Regions from separate parts of the Danio rerio genome. Here region 2 is linked to region 1. A link is a contact called in public HiCAR-type data. All regions are on one chromosome and are shown on one strand. The core of a region is the stretch at or near the end of the contact, and the rest is flanking DNA. Distances in the headings are between cores, read along the strand shown.

Region 1 (5,382 bases), core at 1,633-4,132:
AGCGCACCAAATCGTGGAGATGGAGAAAGCATTCCTATGGAAAAATAATAACAATAAGAGAATTTCTTTACTTTTGTTTTAAATAAAGGGTTAGTTTGTCCAAAAATGTAACTTTTGATAAGATGATGAACACAAGTAAACAGCATTTGAGCTGCTGTTTGTCATATTTAATGCACTCAGTGTATGTGCTTTAATCAACGTTTATATGTGAAAAGCCTAAATTATAAATTCTAAATAAATAAAATAAAGCAGGGATCATGTTTCTGAATCGCTCAATTAATAAGAATTTCAGTCTCTTAATGCACCAAGTAATGATCTTTTAACAAAGTGACAGAAAAATAACCTAAAAAAAGGTTTCATTTGTTTTTAAAATGATTGAAATGCGTATGCATAATTGGTTGATCTTACTGCTTTTATTTTTATTGGAAACCGTATTAAATATATACATACTGCATTTAATTACCTAATAATAATCATTGTCGCTCAAAAAATAAATCCTGTCATTGGTTAAACATGCCCTGATTTTTCCAGTCCTGTATACATTTTTTGGATTTCTCATTGAGATCACAGGACCCTCGAGTGAGTGATCCCTAGATTTGTTTGGTGCTTACATTCTTTCTTTCTGTTAAGCAAAACGATAAAGTTTATACAAAAGTGGACTGTCCATGGGTTGCATTTCTGAAAACCATCCTTAGCCAACTAAGGTCGCAAGTTCCGTCGTTACAACCATAGTTCCTTGATTTGGTGTGTTCCAAATCCAGAGTTCCAACAAACATTCGCAAACTTGCACTTTTCCAACTACACATCTCGAGCTGTAGTTAGAAGCATAGTTCCTGCCTATGTGTGATTCCCAGTTAACCTATCCTATCCCCTATTCATTTAGAACATTCTAACATTTAAACTTAGAATGATTTAAAAAAACATTAAAAGGCATCACTCTTAGCTGCAATTTGCTTTTAAACTATTTTAACAGTTCAGATTTAGCGATCATCATATTGACAATTACGTTCCCTTCGCAGTGCACTTTGAAAACATTTATGCCAACGCAGCTGTGGCTCATCGAAAAAAAGGTGAGAAAGCTAAAGGTGAGTTATTATTTAAAAGTGGAATTTATGTTACGTCTCTAAAGCTTGTGAAAAAAATATATAGCATACGTTAATGCTTTAATTTATAGAAGGTTATTTATTAGGAAATGTATCTGTACAGTATATGACATTGGCCTGTTGGTTAGAACATTTCTGCAGTTTTTTGAATGCATCATTGTAAAAGTAGACGTTTACAATAAATAAATAAACAATTTCCTACTTAATAATAATAATAGGATTGGAAATTTTGTATTGTTCTTTTACCAAACGATGCATACTTTGTTCTTTAGTATTTTACCCTTTTTAATGTTGAGGGGTTTGCCTTATGTTTTAATTGCTATGTATGTGATGTAGATTTTATTTTTAGTATTGATTGTGTGCAGCACTTTGGGCAACGTTGTGTTGTAAAAATGTGCTATATAAATAAATAAACTAATAAACTAATAATAACTGGTACTGTGATAGTTTAGCCAGAGAACCCCAGAGAATAAACAATGACAATTTTCCAGTTTGGGGTGAACTACCCCTTAAATTTCCCTGAATTAACAATAACCTTTATAGTAATTATTAATAACAGGGTGAAATGTTTTTTTTACTTTATTATTATTTTAAGAGAGACTAAATATACTTTCCAAAAGGTATATCTAACAATATACATTTTCGAACACTTTAAGCGCATTAAAAAAAAAAAAGAAAGAAAAAAAAAAAGAAGCATATCTCAGAATTTTTAGAAATACAATATTCTCTATATAGGCGGCTGCACTATGGCACAGTGGATATCACTGTCGCCTCACAGCAAGAAGGTCGCTGGGTCAGCTGGCATTTCTGTGTGGATTTTGCATGTTTGTGTGTGTTTGTGTGGGTTTCCTCCAGATGCTCCAGTTTCCCCCAGTCCAAAGACATGTGGTATAGGTAAATTGGATAAGCTAAACTGTGTGTAGTGCATGTGTGTGAATGAGAGTGTATAGATGTTTCCTAGTGATGGGTTGCAGCTGGACGGTATCTATCCACTGCAAAAAACATGTGCTGGATAAGTTGGCCATTCATTCAGCTATGGCGACCACAGATTAATAAAGGGACTAAGCCGACAAGAAAATTAACAAATTTATATTTATATAATCATATTCTCTATATGGAAACTTCCAAGGTTTTCCTTTGTTTTAAATCTTCACTGATAATTCCAGGTTTTCCATGACAATAGGAACGAGAAACAGACGTAAAAACCTGAAATATAGGACTTGAACATACCTTTTGCTACCAGTACCTGAGTGATTCCGACTGCTATTGCAGAAAATGGTAAAGCTGAAGACAATGAGAAAGCACAAACACATAATCAGAAACGCTCATCTGTATCTAGCAAAGGCTAAAACGTAATGCAGAAAATCAACATTTAATGACTGGATAGCATTACTCACATCTGTACCAGAAGCTTTCTGAGTTGCACTCCCTGAAGACACGCTTCTCTTCTTCAGTGGGAATATAAGCAGAATTAAAAGCACCCTGAGGAGGCAAAATTATGAGTAATTAAAGAACACCTATTGATGATTAAGTGACACACTCTGCTTTTTGGAGTACTTCTGCGTGAGACAGAGCAGTTTAGTTCTAGTTTACAAACACTGCCAGGTGAATTTACTGCCTAACGTTACCTTACTGGACCCATGCTGGACTTGGGCAGCCGGAGTGAATCCAGACGATGCTTGCGACATGACCAATCCTAGATGCAATTACAAAAACAACGTTTTTGCAGTAGCCATGGGATTACGCGGATTACCAGTCAACAAGTTCAACGACACATTTTATGACATGACCTCCAGTCGACTCTTATTAGGAAAACAGACCAACCCGGAAGTGCAGGCGTTAGGCCGGAAGTACAGATTAAAAGTCTCTTTCGATTTATTGTTTTGCCTTGTGAGCTTTTGTTTACTGTATAAACAGTTATGTAATGAGGAATGCTTTACTGTAAATTCGACTTCGATTAAAAACTAATTTTAATTCCCCGGATTCTTAATTTAATAAATTATTTAAATATACATTTTTAGTTTCTTTACATGTATAAGTAAATTTGTATGTGAACTGTTTTCATACGACACGTAGACTTGTAATAACATTTGTAATACACATCTAATAATAACGTGCGATTTTAAAATAACAATATTCATAACATTTTATGTGATTTCATGTTTATTTATTTAAGGGGCAAAAAGCGTCCAAACACGTGAAAATGTGTAAGACTAAAACTAATAACCCATTTACAGCAATAAATAATGGTTATGCTCATCTTAGACAATATAAATACTTTAGTCTGAACAGAGAAACTACATTTAACTTAATAGAATCATAACTGACACTAAAGTGTCAGTATAAGTACGTTATTAATCGCTTTCATTTGTATGTCAATAGCATTTAATTACTTCTATCGACCGACTTTACAGAGAATAACTAATCTCATAAACAACGAACAGTAAACGGGTCTGAACTAAAAAAAGATTGATTTTATCAGGTCTATGCTGCTTACGAACGCGTATGACAAACCGAGGGAGTCTTGTCCTTCAACCTATCCAGCAGTAGTGTGCGTTGATTGACGTCCCAATCCGCCAATACAACGGTCCGTTTGTTAAGCGTGTGAATGCGAGGGGCGGGGCTTGGATCCGCAATCTTGACACAGCAACTCCCCTATCAGAACAGCGGATTGTCAAAGCCGTTAGCCAGCGCTGCTCCAATCTGATGGACAGGGAGGTGGGCACGTTGTCATTCGTCGAGTTTTTAGGTGTTTTGCGAAAAAAGACCGAGAAGATCAGCTTCAAGATCGAACACTAGAGGTCAACGGATGTAAAATGTTGTTTTTGTAAAGCTGGAGTTGGTCTCGCCATCTTTTGGAGAGAAGAGACATCGGGTTTTCAGCGCTAGCGTGAGCAGGCTAACTGACGAGGAAAAGCGCAGCTGCTCTAAAAAAGGTAAGAAAGGCCGAATTCTGTTTGACTAACCTCAAATATCCGACGTCTAACGTTGGGCAGGGAGAGTAAACTTATTGTTTAACTCTCATCGGTTGTCGTATCACATGCACTTCCCCTCGCAGGATATTATCAGTTGGTAGACAAGTTATGTTATGTTGACCTGCATTTGAAGCGAAGATGAGTACAGTCAGTGGTTGTGTCACGAAACATAGTTAGCAGTCTACTTAGACAGCCTTTCTAGACACCATTAGTGCCATTCGTGAGTTAAATAGGCCACACGAAACAATAGTTTAAATGCACAAACCATAGTGTAAGTTTTTGCGAGCCAAAACTGCATTTAACCTGTCAGAAAATAGAGAGAAGCCGTGTTTTTGCAAGCATGTGACGTTATGAAAACTCTTTAGAATAGAGTTATAGTTACATGTTTAGTGGAGGAATAAGTTATATAGTAAAGATCTGCGGTTTTAGTTACAGGATGTAACTAGGCTGGGTTTTAAAGCCACCAAGTCGTGTTCATTAACAACTCTCCTCTTGTTTGAAACCACCAGATTATCAATCTGTTAGTTTACTTTCTCTTTTATTTCCTTAAGAGATAATGTAAACAAATGCAGTAAAACCAGAGCAGCCGTTAGTGTTGAGTTATTAATCTGCAGACATGGCTTTGTTTCATTTTAGACAAACTTATCTTGTCCATCTAATAAAATCTGTCAGATGAAAGGCTCACTGATGTTAATTGGTGTCCTATGCAAACATGTGCATGAGTCATAAATTATGTTAACAACTCGAGAGTCTCAGCATTTGGTGAGAGAGGGCTGCCTATTCAGCAGGGAGCAGAGAAGAGTTCACACTCCTGATCTTGAAGTGTAAACTCTTCCTGCTTACCGCTTTGAGTGTCAAGACAGTAGTGTTTCTCTTGTGAACAGTAGTGGTGTTCAGGGGGGAAGACTGCTGCATGGGATTGTTTTAGCATAGGTGTTACATTCTTGAAATTTTTGCTTTTAAATTTAGTATATATATTTTAAATGCAGTGCATGCAATAACACAAGTAAACAATATCTGAAAGACTTGTGTAAATGTAATTTTAAGTGAAGAATCAGAAACAAATCAATAAGAAGTATTGAGTGATAGTTTTTCTTTTTATTTCTTGTCAGTATTGTGTAAAAGCTGGCCTGCTGTAAAATCTTATGATAATAGATTAAACAGTTTTGTTTCCATACTGTGGAATCGGTTTCAAGGTTTACTGTGGTTTGGAAAAATCAAGGTTTTAAAACCTCTAAAATTTTCTGTTATACCATTCCTAAGGTATATGTAAGATTTTTTTGAATGTGTTTTTTAAATGTGTT
Region 2 (4,747 bases), core at 1,488-3,987, 110 kb after region 1:
TGCTAATCTGCGCTGATTGGTCACATGATCCAGTGTGTTGTGATTGGTCAACTGCATTAAGCATGAGACAGATAGAAATGCTCACCATGGCTGATCAATCATTTTGAAGAAGGCAGAGTGTATGTGTGATTTTTCCTGCCAAACAATTTTTCCCAGAAGTCTTCCGTATTTCTGATCCATCTCCCGCCACCCTCCCGTTTTGTTATTTCTTCCTTTTTCTTTCTACAGTGTTCGTGGACAGGGCCGGGGGTAGGGTTGTAACGGTATGAATTTTTCACGGTATGATAATCATCGGTTTCGCGGTATACGGTATGTTACAAATGTTACAAAATAATAGAACAGTGAAGCAAATTTGACTTTTTCCAAATAATATATTTTTAGTTACTATAAACAACACCACTTACAATGAACAAATAAAAATAAGAAAATAATAAATAATGTGTCAAAGTCCAAATAAAGTCCAAATAAACATGGTGCAAATCCTCAGTAAAAAATAGATATAAATAGTTACTATACTATAAATAGTTACATAACGAAACTAGATTCAATATGGAACATCCTTAGGTTTTATGTGCCAGCATGGATATGGTTGTCTGTGGATATGGATATGGATATGGTTGTCTGCAATGCAGACAAACAGCTGCATCTTCATTTGCGTCTTTTGAAAACAGCAAGAGCAGCAGTTCGTCTTTGCTGTGTCACTGTTTTGTCATGTTTCTGTGCTGCTGTGCATGCAAAAGTACTTAGTATGAGAATTATTTCATGCAAAACTTTTTTTTTTGCGTTTTATTCAGCCGCGCATAAATGTATTCCTATCTCTCATTCCGTGTTGTTCAAAAAGCTTGGTCCACAAACAAAAGCGAAACCTATGCTTATTGGTTGTGATATAGCGAGTTTGAACCAATCTGGGCATGGAGGAGGGACAATGCATCAATGTATCATGTCTGATTTGTCCGGAGACACAGTGACGAGCGTTTCTTTGTCAAATCAGCGTTGTCAAATGTTGATGACGTAACCGCACTGATGCCGGAGCCTCTGAAAGTCCGCGAATGTTATGTGATACAGCACTTGAAAGCTGAGATTCTCTTCTTTATGCCAATCTTTGAATTGTATGAATCGGATCAGCGGATCAAAAGTTATTAAACATTTAAGAGCAATACTTATTTTTAGCCGCGGGCGGCTGTCTCGGTCTTTAAGGGTTAAAACCGTTGATATGCAATTGTTCATGGTATGATAATCGTGCACGTTCAAATCGTGGGAAACCGTCATACCGGTATATTGTTACAACCCTAGCCGGGGGTTTAAATTTTCCTGGGTCTGCGCGTACAACAAATGGGTGGGGCTTGAGTTCTGTATCGACGTCACGACGACATGGCTAAAGACTCGTTACAGCAGCGATTCATTTGAACCCCTATGAGTCAACTCTTTTATAGATGAATCAATAGTTTTTAACACGGCGCACTTTCAGATTTAAGCCTTAGCTGGATATTTCACTTCTTCTATTAGAGCTTTGTTACACACTGCATGGAAGGTAATTTTCAAATAATAACACATTAACACATAATAGGGACTCTTTAAAATCTTTATTATTATATCTTTCTTTTTTACTATTTGTTTTATTTTGATGTGTTTTTGTTTATTATTGTTTGATGGTTTATTATTTTAATCCTGCTTTTTGTCTTCTCACCCATCTGAAACATCTTCATCAGCACATCACCCATTTAATAATATAAACAGCTAAAAAACTTTAATAATATATAAAATAAAATTTTTAATCAAATATTATTATTATATATTATATTATTTTCATTCCATAGTTAAAGAATAGATACACTTTGAAATACTTGTGCTGATTCTGTAGAGAATCTGACACTGAAGTATTACATCCCAAGCAACCCTGCACCTTGTTTTGCATGTTTTGTTTTTGCTGTTGTTGTAGCACAAAGCTTTTTGTTTTGTTCTTAAGTTTGTCTCTTGTTCTTTATCTAACCTGCATGTCTTCCCCACCATCACCCCCTATCCTTTGTCATCTTTTTTGTTCCCCCCCTGCACGTTTATTGGCTCCAGATGCCGTCAAACAACAGCATCCGTAAGCAGATTGAGACCCTGCAGGTGAGTTTCCATGGTTCCATGGTTACAGTCCCGCCCCTGAGAGGTCATGTGACTGACCTGTATTCCACATGGGTTTCCTGAGACTGCTGGCTCTTTTGTCCTGTCCATAGAGGAAACGTTTAGTAATTTATGGAGATGTGGACTTTATCATATCAGTGATCACTGTCTTAGGCTTGTTTTATCAGAGTCGGCATCAGTTTTGGACAAAACGCACTCACTGGCATTCAAAGCAAAATGAAAACATACGTATTTATTTTATGCCAAGGTTAATATTGTAACCTAAACTTTAATATTAGGGCAAAACGGCAATCGAATTGGATTGTGCTTATTGAAATAATTAGGAAAATCATCAAATATTTACTTTTTTATGGCCTTGATACTGTTGTAGAGGTTGGAGGAGTTTGCATTTGGAGTGCATTTGCAGTGGTTTGTTTAACATTTAATTTACCTAGATAAATATTTTAAATGTTCCCCATTAGGCGAGAGAGGAGGAAAAAATCCAGATAATTGCATACAGACTTGGCATCTCTTGCTAAAAAACACTAGAGATCCTCAATTATAGTGACACTGTCCTTATGCTGCTGCAAAACATGCACTTATATCGCCCCCTGTAGTCAGTGTAGATCATTACACCCTGCTTATTCTCTTCTGCAGTCTGATTAGCTGTGCGTGTGTGAGAGAGACAATTGCTTAGTCAGTGACTCGATTTGGACGCGCCATGATGTGTTAATCGCAGATTCATTAGCAGAGTTTTTATGAATCCCTCTTTCATCATCCATTGCTTCTGCTGAACAGCCGATTTATGAGTCATCTCTCTGTGCATCAATGCAGTTAAAGCAGAAATTACGGCACTTATTGGCCTATAAATGGAGTCCGTTGCGTCATATTCCTCATTAACTCATCGTAAGCAGCAAGAACTATTGATCTCCAGTCATGATGAAGCAGCAGCTGTTTATGAATGAAGGTGGCAAAGGGTTCATTTGTTATTGCTTGTTTGGGATAGAGTTTTTGCTGGCTACATCACTAGGGCTACTTGACGTCACTGGTTTTGAGTCTATAGCTCATGTCATGACTTCTTGTTGTCTTAGAGTTTTATTTCTTCACTTTTTCTAGAACAAAGACCCCAAAATGTCTCGTGTAGCACTGGAGTCTCTGTACAGGCTGCTTTGGGTTTACATCATCAGGATCAAGTGTGAGAGTAACACAACTACACAGAGGTAAGACGCAACCCTACAGAAAACCTAAATGCTCATACACTAAGAATAGAGGAAAACACTTAACTACGAACATGCCATTATTTGAGAGAGACAGCTCTTGTTTGTATGCAGGTAATATTTCATATTATCTCTTTTTTTCCTTTACAGTCGGCTCCTCAGTATTGTAACAGCACTTTTCCCGAAGGGCTCTCGCAGTGTGGTGCCCAGGGACACACCTCTTAACATCTTTGTTAAGATCATTCAGTTTATCGCTCAGGTAAAAGTCCATTCAGAATATATTATAGGTTCAGTTTCAGCCCTTTATTATGTTTCGATGTGCCTTTTCCTTCCTTTGTGTGTATCGACTTTGTTTTGGGATTTTATAAGTGACATTTTGTGGTGTTTTATTTCCTTTATAAAGGAAAGGCTTGACTTTGCCATGAAAGAGATCATCTATGACCTGCTGTGTGTGGGCAAGTCTCACAAGACCTTCACCATAAATCCAGAGGTGTGTAAAGACATACACTATGCAATTTTTTTATTAGGATTTTACAAAATCATTATTAAATGTTATTATAAAATTGTAGAAATTTACCAAATAAGTATAACTTTTTAAACTATACCTTTTTTTTTTAAAACAATTCATGGCTGTTTAAAATAGTTCCATTCTAATGTCGTTCACATCCGATGTGGCTGAAGCGTCAAACGCGAGTAATTTACATGTTAAGTCAATGCAAAGACTTGAATAGACATCCTGCGGCACGAAACCCTGCCCATGACTCATATCCGTTTTTATTGTAAAGTGAATTTGATGCGTGAATTAATTAAATTTATTACATGAATGAAGCGAATTTCATACACGAATTAAGCGAATTTGACGTGCGAATAAAGTAAATTTGATGCACTGGAGGAATCAAAGCGAATTTGATTCGTGGTTAAAACAAATTTGACGCATAAATCGAAATCGAATTTGAAGCAAACTTGCTGCACGAATGAAGCGAATTTGACACTCGAATGAGAAACGAAGCTAGAGTCGGCGGGCAGACAGAAGCCCTGCCCATGACGCAAATCTGTGTCTTTTGTGAAGTGAATTTGACGCACAAATGAAGCCCTGCCCATGACGCAAATCTGTGTCTTTTGTGAAGTGAATTTGACGCACAAATGAAGCCCTGCCCATGACGCAAATCTGTGTCTTTTGTGAAGTGAATTTGACGCACAAATGAAGCGAATTTGATGCGCGAATTAATCAAATTTGATGCTTGAATGAAGCTAATTGAATTTTACGCGCAAATTTAATTTTACACGTGAATAAAGCAAATTTCTTTTTACTCACAAATAAAGCGAGTTTGACACTCAAATGAAGCCAATTGAATTTTACGCGTGAATGAAGCGAATTTGATGCACAAATGAAGCAAATTGAATTTGACGTGCGAATAAAG

What was found. HiCAR-type assays count read pairs that join an accessible place to other places.
Region 2: a contact with region 1 is called in a HiCAR-type map of caudal fin, with 4 times the contacts expected there. The contact joins the enhancer-like site here to the promoter of ociad1 in region 1. A contact is called at or near these places in 10 of 18 Hi-C or Micro-C datasets (caudal fin, embryo, gastrula embryo and 3 more) and 4 of 4 datasets of contacts at active chromatin or transcription factors (caudal fin, embryo, gastrula embryo and 1 more).

The regions. Positions count from the first base shown.
Region 1 is chr20:25,851,483-25,856,864 of GRCz12tu, forward strand. ociad1 (OCIA domain containing 1) reads right to left here and starts at 2,883. Exons shown (of 8, transcript NM_200302.2): 1 at 2,732-2,883; 2 at 2,501-2,585; 3 at 2,334-2,387; 4 at 1-34. The coding sequence starts at 2,791. It also overlaps a transcript of fryl not described here.
Region 2 is chr20:25,958,699-25,963,445 of GRCz12tu, forward strand. fryl (furry homolog, like) reads left to right here. Exons shown (of 60, transcript NM_001159667.1): 12 at 3,226-3,329; 13 at 3,477-3,585; 14 at 3,730-3,816. Among named protein-coding and RNA genes, the nearest start is that of fryl, 44 kb to the left of the region's middle. Within about 2 kb of position 2,738, at least 2 of the 62 cell types and tissues checked have an H3K27ac peak or open chromatin away from gene starts, as enhancers often do. A contact at or near this core is called in caudal fin, where this site is marked.